2 separate regions of the Pogona vitticeps genome follow, and region 1 is linked to region 2. Evidence: chromatin contacts called from public Hi-C data. All regions are on one chromosome and are shown on one strand. The core of a region is the stretch at or near the end of the contact, and the rest is flanking DNA. Distances in the headings are between cores, read along the strand shown. Region 1 holds the start of UQCR11 (ubiquinol-cytochrome c reductase, complex III subunit XI). Region 2 holds the start of REXO1 (RNA exonuclease 1 homolog).

Evidence for each region. Hi-C and Micro-C count contacts between places; a contact is called where the count stands out from the background.
Region 1: a contact with region 2 is called in a Hi-C map of blood, with 11 times the contacts expected there. The contact joins the promoter of UQCR11 here to the promoter of REXO1 in region 2. A contact is called at or near these places in 2 of 2 Hi-C or Micro-C datasets (blood and muscle).

The regions. Positions count from the first base shown.
Region 1 is chr7:15,424,975-15,429,666 of PviZW2.1, reverse strand. It overlaps UQCR11 (ubiquinol-cytochrome c reductase, complex III subunit XI), which reads right to left and starts at 2,226. Exons shown (of 4, transcript XM_078379088.1): 1 at 2,212-2,226. The coding sequence starts at 2,226. All of the region lies in intron 5 of MOB3A (MOB kinase activator 3A), which reads left to right. TCF3 (transcription factor 3) reads right to left here. Exons shown (of 20, transcript XM_020780846.3): 20 at 1,076-4,692.
Region 2 is chr7:15,202,121-15,206,980 of PviZW2.1, reverse strand. It overlaps REXO1 (RNA exonuclease 1 homolog), which reads right to left and starts at 2,660. Exons shown (of 16, transcript XM_020780809.3): 1 at 2,486-2,660. The coding sequence starts at 2,660. It overlaps SIRT6 (sirtuin 6), which reads left to right and starts at 2,618. Exons shown (of 8, transcript XM_020780869.3): 1 at 2,618-2,747. It overlaps KLF16 (KLF transcription factor 16), which reads right to left. Exons shown (of 2, transcript XM_072978761.2): 2 at 3,851-4,860.

The sequences.
Region 1 (4,692 bases), core at 977-3,476, 220 kb before region 2:
AAATGATATAGTACTGTATACTGTTACTTTTCTACTGAGAGTCCTCGGTTTGAAGGCAGAAATAAAGAACTTGTCCTGCTTTTCGACTCTGACTCCCATGAGCTGCAGCCAAGGGTCAAGCAGGATAGGGAATGTAGTCTGGCATCTCTAGGCTTCCCCTGGTTCACTTGAACCTTTAAAGATAATGCCTAAAAAAGGAGGGCCGAGACCCCTTGCGTGGCCGAACTGCAGTAATTTATTTTTTTGTTTGATTGATTTCTATCCCACCCTGGTAGCCGAAACCAACATCATTTTCTTTTCACTCTGGCAAGATTAAATTATTGTGCAAATACAGTCAGCACATGCAAATCAGAATGTGCCAATTTTACTGAGACTGGACTAAACCGCAGAAGCCTGTGCTGCAGGGTCAGAAGACCAGCAGTCGTAAGTTCGAATCCACGCAACGGAATGAGCACCTGTCGCCTGTCCCAGCTCCCGCCAACCTAGCGGCTTGAAAGCATGCAAATGCGAGTAGATAAATAGGGACCACCTCGGTGGGAAGGTAAACAGCGTTCTGTGTCTAAATCACACTGGCCATGTGACCATGGAAAGATTGTCTTCGGACAAACGCTGGCTCTATGGCTTGAAGAGCGGGATGAGCGCCGTCCCCTAGAGTCGGACACGACTGGACAAAAATTGTCAAGGGGAACCTTTACCTTTTCATGTTTTATGGTATTTGTGTGTGTTGTATACTTTCCTGTTATTTCCATATACCAAACTGCATTCATATCTTGCACTTATTTTTCCGATTTCTGTCCGTTTCCCCCTTGCACTTAATATTTTCTCCTTTAAAAATAATGGTGTGCAGTTTTATTACTCTCTTGATCTTGATTATTTTTCTAGCATAAGCAAACATGGTTTATATGAAAACATAATAAGGATTTAAATTAAAACAATATAACACAGGAGTTTCCACATTGCCTTCTTTCTAATACTGTATTCAGAAAATATTCCTATTTTTTGTCCAATAATATATAGTCCAGTTTTGTTGCCCAGGAAGGGCAAAATGGAAGCAAAAGGCTTAGGCACCCCAAAGGAAACTTAGTACAAGGTAAAACCTTTATTACAACTTTTTCATTGATAGGTATACAACATCTGAAAGACAGATACAGGGGAGGGGCGGAAAACAAAAAAAGTAATATTGTTATAAAATGTCACATTTATTGCTACATTACTGTTATATACAAGACAGTTCTCAAAATTCTACTTTTAAAAAAGTTAAGGATTATTTAAAAATTCCAAATAATCCAGCCAGCTGTTTTTTTTATTTTCTTGACACTTGTATAAAATTATTATTATTTCTTTTTTCTTTTTTTTTAAAAAAGGAACACAATCCATATCTTGAGGCACTCGGAAACACAATTTAACCCCCCCGTGCTCCCCCAATTCCAGAAATTGTGATTCAGTCCAAAAAATGTTCCCCATACTACCCCCCTCCCACAAATACTTTTTTTCTGTTTTCCTTTTTTTAAATTGGGGTTAGGCATATTTTTTATATTTATATTTATATATATATATATTTATACTATATATATATCTTTCAAAACTATAATGTGTATCTGATTTAATAACAAGGTTTTCAGCCAACTAGGTGCAGCTGGATTTACACAAAGGCAGCAAAAGAAGGAAAGAATGAATGAATGAATGAACGAACGAACGAAACAAAGAAACCACCAAGACCCCAATCCAAATAAAGTTGAGACTGTAGCCCCCCAAAAAAGAAAGCAAAGGGACTTCAGCTGATGTGTTCATATCTGTGAGACACCATCTAGCCGGATGGTGGCTGCCGCCACCTCCCCCCCGGCTGCAAGAAAAGGACCCATTTTTAAATTTCATTTTTTAATATATATATATAAACATCCCACAACAAAAAAAAACAAACCCTCAAAACAAAGTTAAGAGGTATGCCTCCCCACCCGTCCTAAAAAAATATATCTTAATGGGAATCAAGTTACATTTTGTTCTGCACTGCTTGACCCCTATATATTTTTTTTAACTAAAACGTTATTTTTTTTCTATGATGCTGTTTCTCCTAAGACTTTTTTTGTCGTCCCTTTTTGACTCCTAAAACCCCATCGTCCTTCACCCTCCCCACCAAAACGAAAAACAAAACCATCTCAAGATTTTTTGGGGGGTGCCATCTTCTGTTACAAACCTAAACTGGTTTCAAACCTGTTTCCTTGCCATTTCGAAGCTCCTGGAAGCAGGGGGTCAGGATAATATAGGTCTAAGAGAGTGGGCCCACAGAGGGTGGCCAGTAATGCTTCCCCCACCACAAAAATTATCCACACCTTCATGAAACAGCAGGACTTCTTCCCCAGTTACAACAGGTTTGAAACTGGTTTAGAGCTTGTAGTGTAGACACCCCGTTAGAAACCCTTCCCCATCAACAGAAGACCTGCAAACAACAGAAAACAAAACGAAACAATGAACAACTTAAAAAAGGAAGGAGGGGAAACTAGTGTGTGTGTGTGTGTGTGTTTAAGCAGGTTAAAGAGATCTGGCGTTAAAATAAGGTTCTCCCATTTCTCACCTTGCAGAGATATTTAACCAGAGCAGTGGTGGGGTTGGAGAAATGAGCTCGCTTTTGTATCTGCATGGAATTTTGCTCATCGGGACTCAACCAGCCCTCTTGGTCTCAGGGAGGCTCTTATGGTGTTGTCTCAAGAGATTTCCTCCTCTTCTACTCCCGAGGAGAACTTTCTCCAGTTTTCTAGCTTGGTGCAGATGTGCCGACGCAAGGGTGAACACCCACATCTGCAGTCAGAAACTGAGACCACTGAAGCTGATACCTACAATGGCTTCACTAATCGTAGGTACCAACTCTTCCCCCTTTTCCGTGTGGGAGACTAAGGCTGTGGCCCAGGCAGAAATTCTTCAGGTCTGGCCAGATGAATCCCCAGGAGGTCCCCTTTTTCTGCCAGGCTTTCTTTCTTCAAAGAATCAGCTATGTTGGGTGGGGAGGTCAACGAGACGCTTGGCATTCCCTCTCTAATTTCTCCCCAGAACCTCGCTGTTTGTAGACTCCGGGGGCCCATGACCCAGCCTCAAATCCATGCCTCTCCCCAGAAGCCATGTCCGCAGGCACAGAACACACCTTCCTCCCTTTTGGGCTGCAACGTGGGAGCACAAAGGAACGTAGCCAGTGGGTGAATCTGCCATCAAACCCCTCCTTCCCATCTGGGACTGATGCAAAGAGACTGAGACTGAACCTTGCAGGCAACAGAGGGGAACGAAGATTCGACCAGCTTTCTCTCCGAGAAAGGGAATCCATGTGTGCATGTGAATACAGGATGCAGGGGAGACCAAACCGCTCCAAACATCCATTGGGAGATGGGACCTTGACCAGCCGGTGGCGGTTCTTCCAATCTTCCGGACCACAACAGCTGAGCTTATGTCTTCTGAACAAATCCGTCCTGGTGCACGGTCGGTACCAGATCATTTCCTTTGAAACATATTGCAACAGAGGGGATTCACCTGTCATGCATATCTTCCTCGGAGGGGGGAGGGGTTGCTTTTGCTGGATGCGGCCGCTTTTGTTCTCTCTCTCTCTTTTGGTCCAGAGTGCATCTTTTCATTTTGTTCTGCCTCCAAGCTGATTGATAGCGTTGGAACTTTTTGTCGTTCTTGTTTTTCTTGGCTCCCAGCTTTCCTGCCTCTTGTTCCCCCCTTTGGATCGCTCCAGGGCATGAAGAAAAATGTGCCTTTTGAAGGCAGAATCTATGTCCTTTTTCTTTGCACCCGCTTCTTTTCAACATCTGGGTTGTCCAGGACACGCGATGGGCTGGTTTTAGGGCGGTCTTCCATTAAGACCCGCACCCTACAGCACCGAGGAAGCGAACTTCTTTCTCCTTATAATCCCTTTGCCTCCCCTTAAAAAGGGGCCACTGTACTTTTTAAAAAATTCCACGTCTAGAGGGAGATGGAAGAGAGCATAGCAAAACCTAAGACTTTTAAAGCATCTTTTAAAAAGATTTTGGGTCGCAACGCTGGATAATTCCGTTGTCAACTTCTCCCAAAACCCTTCCGTATCCAAAGACATTGAGTGGAAAAGAGATAAAACCAGTACATTCTGTTCTTTTTTTTTCATATATAATGGAAGTCACCAGCCAATTATGGACATTTATTAGCCCTGCCTTGCTGAATCCACCTTAACAGCTTTTCCAGAGCTGAAATAACAACACACAAGTCCCATTGACTCTTCTTTTTCGGTTCCTCTGTTTCTTTTCGAACATCTGGTCTCTTCGTACAAACCTTTTTTTAAAATAATATTTCAGGTTGATCTTATTTCAAAAATAATATGCAACGTGAATGATAGAAACAGCAGCAGAAAAAAAAATCAAGCATGGGGAAAAAGTCTCTCTCTTTTTACACATTTTTCCGTTGTTGCTTACAAAACATATATGCAAAAGAAGCTCTTTTTAAAAAAACAAAACAAAACCCAAAAGGCATTACTATGTTTGTTCTACGTTAAAAAAATGATCATAACTAATGTTCTTTTTTTCCCACCCACCCACCCATCCAAAACAGAAAGACAAAGAAAAATAATAAACGCATAGGCACAATTTTGTTTTTCCTGCTGGCCTTTTGTGAACAAGCCACTTGTATTTTTTAAAAAAAGATCCCCCAAGGATATGTATCAAGAGTTCCACA
Region 2 (4,860 bases), core at 1,411-3,910:
GCTCTTGAACACCTGCACTTCAAAGCCAACCGCGCCATCTATAATTAGCTGGAAACGAGCACAGGGTGCCCAAAAAAAATGAGCTAAAATTCCCTCCCTTTCCCCCCCCACAACCCCACGCAAGGGTTATTTCAGTAACCCATTGGGGAGAATTAAAGGCTTCTAGTAAACAAGAATGGGCTGCAGCCGGAACCGGTTTCAGGAAAATGGGGATCATGGAGAAGACGCCTCGTTAATTACATTTCAGGCTATGCTGACGGGAAGGTTGCCATGTTGCGCCGCACTTCTGCCCTAAAGACAATGCAGGCTCCCACAGGTGTTTAATAAACCTCTGAACAAACACTACCAGGGCCAGGTGTAAATGGAGCCACACATCACCCTCTTCAAAAAAAGCTGGATTTGTGATCTTGCTTGTCCACTGGACCGGCAGGTAACACGCAGTCACGAACACCTGGATCCTGGGCAGCTTTTGTCATTTTCTCCCTCTGTTCTGCGGACACCTCGGCTAAGAAGCAGTTCTGGAGCCCATGATGAAAACTCATCAATCTTGTGCTGTTTCCTAATAAAGGTGTGTGGACGGCTGGATCCCCCCCTCGCTTTTCCTAGAACAGCAATTATTTATTTTTCCCCAGCTGGGGCAAGGATCCAGGAGGGACTTGGCGCCGCGAACCTCCTTATGAAAATGACCCGACCGCTCAACCAGCAAAGGGCTGAAGAGGCAAGCGAGAATTTGGTGGTGGTGTTTTCTCGGAGAAAAGGAAGGAACAGGAGAAAAGGAGGGGAAGCGATCAAAATTCCACGCAAGCTCCTTCTGCAGGGTGGTTTCCACAGCCAGGTAAGTATGGCTACTCACCTGGAATGGGGGATTTGGTTCGCCCCAAGCAAACACCTTAGGACCACACTATTCTTTCCCAAAACCTCCTCCCCCCCAAAAAAATATGTGGATGGTATGATTTTCTTTTTCCTTACCTGAGTTCTCATGGGTTAGCAAGCAACAAAGGTACTTATTCATGCTGTCACTCCTTCCAAAAATAAAAGTCTTCCCCCCCCACCCACTATGTTGCAATTTAAGAATCTACAGTATTTTTTATAGCTTCAGCCCCCCACCCAACACAAAGATGCCCCAAAACCCAGCCATGGGTGCCTGGACTTCTCTCCTAGACAGCAAAGATAAACTCAGAAAGCAAACCAGGAGGAAAGGCAAGCAGGAAACCCGTCAAAGATCCACCTTCCACATCCATGCGGTGCTCTTAAAGAGACACTTCCCTCTTTGAAGCAAAAAAGAGAAACCGCACTGAGTTATTTCTCAAGTTTAAGGGGGCTCCTGAAGGCTTATTTTACACATTTCCCCCTCTCCCTTTCCCCGAGATCAGGAGAATGCCAAGTTACAGAAGATATTTTAGTGCTAGGAATGAAAAAAGAAGTATTTTAAAAAGTTTTTTTTTAAAAAAAATCCCTACTCTCCTATACTCTTGGGCAAGTGGGAAAAGTGGCCAGAAGAAGCCATCTCGATTCCCTCAACAGAGCCTCTGAGCGCACACAAAGTTCTTTTCCCTCTTTCTCCCCCCCAACATTTCTCATGCCCCTAACCACGTGCAGAGTGTATTCTCTACTGCCGCTGCAAAGGTGGGGGCCATTTAGAGAAAAAACAGAAAGTTTAGTGTCATAACTGGAGGAAATCAAGAGGGCATCTGGGCTTAAGCAGAGTGCAACCTTTGCATGTGGAGTCCACTCTCCCAGGGCAAGGAAGAAACCAGGATAGCCCTTGAGGATGCTGGGTTAGGACCTCTGTTAGTCCCCTTTTTCTCCATCCAGCTGCTCCTCTGAGCATGCACAAAGTGCTTTTGACACAGGTGAGGTGGGATGGTCTGCTTTCCCACCCATCATGCCCCTGAGCATACACAAAGCACCTCTCGCACAGGCTGGAGGGAAGCCTCCTTCCACCCCTTCTCGCCCCTGAAGCACCTCTGAGCATGTGCAGAGCACCTTTCGGCCCATGCCTGCAGCTCCCTTTCTGGCCCACCCACCCGGCACAGCCTCTGAGCATGCGCAAAGGACTTTTGGAGTCAAGAGGCTTTATCTTGAGCGCCCTCTTGCCCTACTCGGGCCCCCCACAGCGCTTCTGATCATGCGCAGAGTTCCCTTACGCTGCCCCACTCCCTTACCTGCCCCAAGGAAGCGAAGCCGAGCTTCTGAGCATGCGCAGAAGTTCCCTCAGCTCCACCGCTCCCTCACCGGCCCCTGTGCCGCGAACCCTGAGCATGTGCAGAGCGCCTGTCACTCCCACTCTGCCGGCCCCCTTCTCCCCCCACCCCAACAAACCTCTGAGCCCGTGCAGAGCGCTTTTCAGTCCCAGGGAGCTTGGCCGCCTTCTCCTCCACCCCAATGAGCCTCTGAGCGTGTACAGAGTGCCTTTTTTCAAGAGAGGCGGAGGCGTTTCCTCCCCTCGCCCAAGGGCTTCTGAGCAGGTGCAGAGTACCGTTACCTGAGAGAGAGCGACTGGAGGAGGGGCGCCGAGGAGGAAGAGGAAGGCCCGGGGGTCCCGCCGCCGCCGCCGTGAGGGGAGCCCCCGGGGGGTGTCGGAAGTGGCAGTAGGGCCTCCCGCAGGCCGGCCCAAAAGGGCACTCGACGCCGCGGAAGAAGCCGCTGGAGCGGAGCATCCCGGCCGCCTTCCCTCGGCCGGAGGGAAGCGCCTTCTTTCCCCTCAACCGTACCCTCAGGCCGCCGCCATCTTGACTCCGGGCAAGGTAAGGCCGCGCCGGGAGCAGCCGCGCGTGCGCAGTGCCGGGAAACCTATGGGGCCGCCGCCATCTTCACTTAGGGCAAGGCGGAGGGCGGCAACCGCCGACCACAACAAGGAGACCCCGGGCGCGCATGCGTAGTCTCAGGGAGGGGCGGAGAGGCAAAATGGGCGGCCATCTTGGCTCCGTTGGGAGGGGAGCCGGGAACGTAACTACGCATGCTCAGGATTAAGGCGAGGAGGTGGGTGGGGTTACCTGCGGCGTTTGGCCGCATAACAGCCGCCATGTTAGCTAAGGGCAGATAAAACGGCCGCCGCTGACACGGGAGATCTCAAGGCGCATGCTCGGTTTCTTCCACGAGGTCCTTCACACCCCTTGCATTGGGCGGAATGACACTGGGAGCGAGGTGGCTAAGCTAAGGCCTGATGTGAAATTGGAACTAACAAATAAATAACGCCAGTAGCAGAAAGACAACGTGCCTTGGCAGTCAAAGAAAGGTTTAGGAATCTAGCAGGAGCATTAGAAATGGAATTGAAGGGTGGGGAGAAAGAAACTTGTGCTTGCCAATTTCTTTACTAGGCAAGGCTCCTCTGCCTTCTGTAGGAAGCCTTGTTGGTAGATGTAAGGAGCAATGTTTATAGTTATACCCCATTCCCAAAGCTGATTCATCACCATGCAATTTCGTCTCTTACACCAGAAGAGACCAAAAAATAAATACCATGAAAGCCATCACTCTCTTGGGTTAATCAAGACCTCCTCCCAAAAAAGTGTGCAAGCTTTTTGACTTCACAGATCATTTGTTTCCCAAAGCTGGCTTGAAGGAGCTGACTTTTGCTGACCAGGCTGATGAGAGCTGCTGTTCAACGACGTTGGGAGGGCAACCCACACACAAATGGGGGGGGGGATGCTGCCTTTTTGGCTACTCTCCGAAAAAGTAACTTTTCCTCTCTTCTTGTTATTTATTTTAAATATTTTATATTTTAAAAGGCACCAAGGCAGCTTGTAACTAGAGAATGAGCCTCATTAAAAACAGGATGACTCACTTGGTCAACAGCTGTAAAATCTGTTTACAACCCAGCAAGACAGATACACAGTTTAAAGTCAACGGGTTTGTTTGTTTGTTTTATTTAATTAACAGCAAAATGGGAAGGGGAAATGCGGTGCACACATATACAAAGCTGGGTTCAAGGCTTATCAAAAATACAGACATGGAGAAAGAGAGAGAAATACAACCCCTTTCTGCCCACAGTTCAACTCCACTCACAACAGAAAACAGCCACATTTGTGGGAGAAAAAAGTTACTTTTCCTATCTCCTCCCCTCTGAGGAAACTCCAAATTTACCCTAGTTTATAAGACAAAATGAAGCGCTCTGAAACGGATTTTGCCTCCACTGAACTGGCAGCTTAGGAATGTCCCTTTTTACAAAAAAGCTCTCCATTTTGCACTTCCCTCATCATCATCCTAACTGGCTGACAAAACTCTGGATGCTGTCGCCCCCCCCCCCCCCCAAAGTAACTTCCCTCAGTTCCAAGTCTGTGCCGTGCCTTTAGGGAAGGAAAACCTGGGAACATATCGCTCTCTTCACAAAAAAATATAGTATTTCTAGTTGTAGACCTGAAAAATCAAAATCCTTCTCTAAAGCTTGCTACCTGATTCAAATTTGTGTTCCAAGAATACCCGTCAATTCCCAACAAGTGCTGCTTTTTCCATAAATATTTTCATAGGTTGTTCAAGCTCTGCAATTCTAAGATCACTGTCATTATTAAATAAGCCTGCATGATTATATCTTCTAGAACAGAAACAATGGGAGTCATACATTCAAAAGTTTTCCCCAGACAATTATATGAGTGAGGAAACAAATATTTGGTCCTCCATCTATCCCTGAAAATATAAGACATTCCAACATGGTGCAAAACGAAAATCCTAACAGCTTCTCCATGAGAGATGCACCCTAGCTCCCATTTGTTTATCTCACTCTACAAATCATTCAGTAGGCTTCTTAGGTTCTTGTGCCCCCTGACCCGTTTCCCCGATATCGATAGGTCCTGAGTTCGAATGAGCTTCATCCAGAATTAGTGGATCCACTGAGTTCCGTTCTAGCCACTGGAGCAGCTAGAT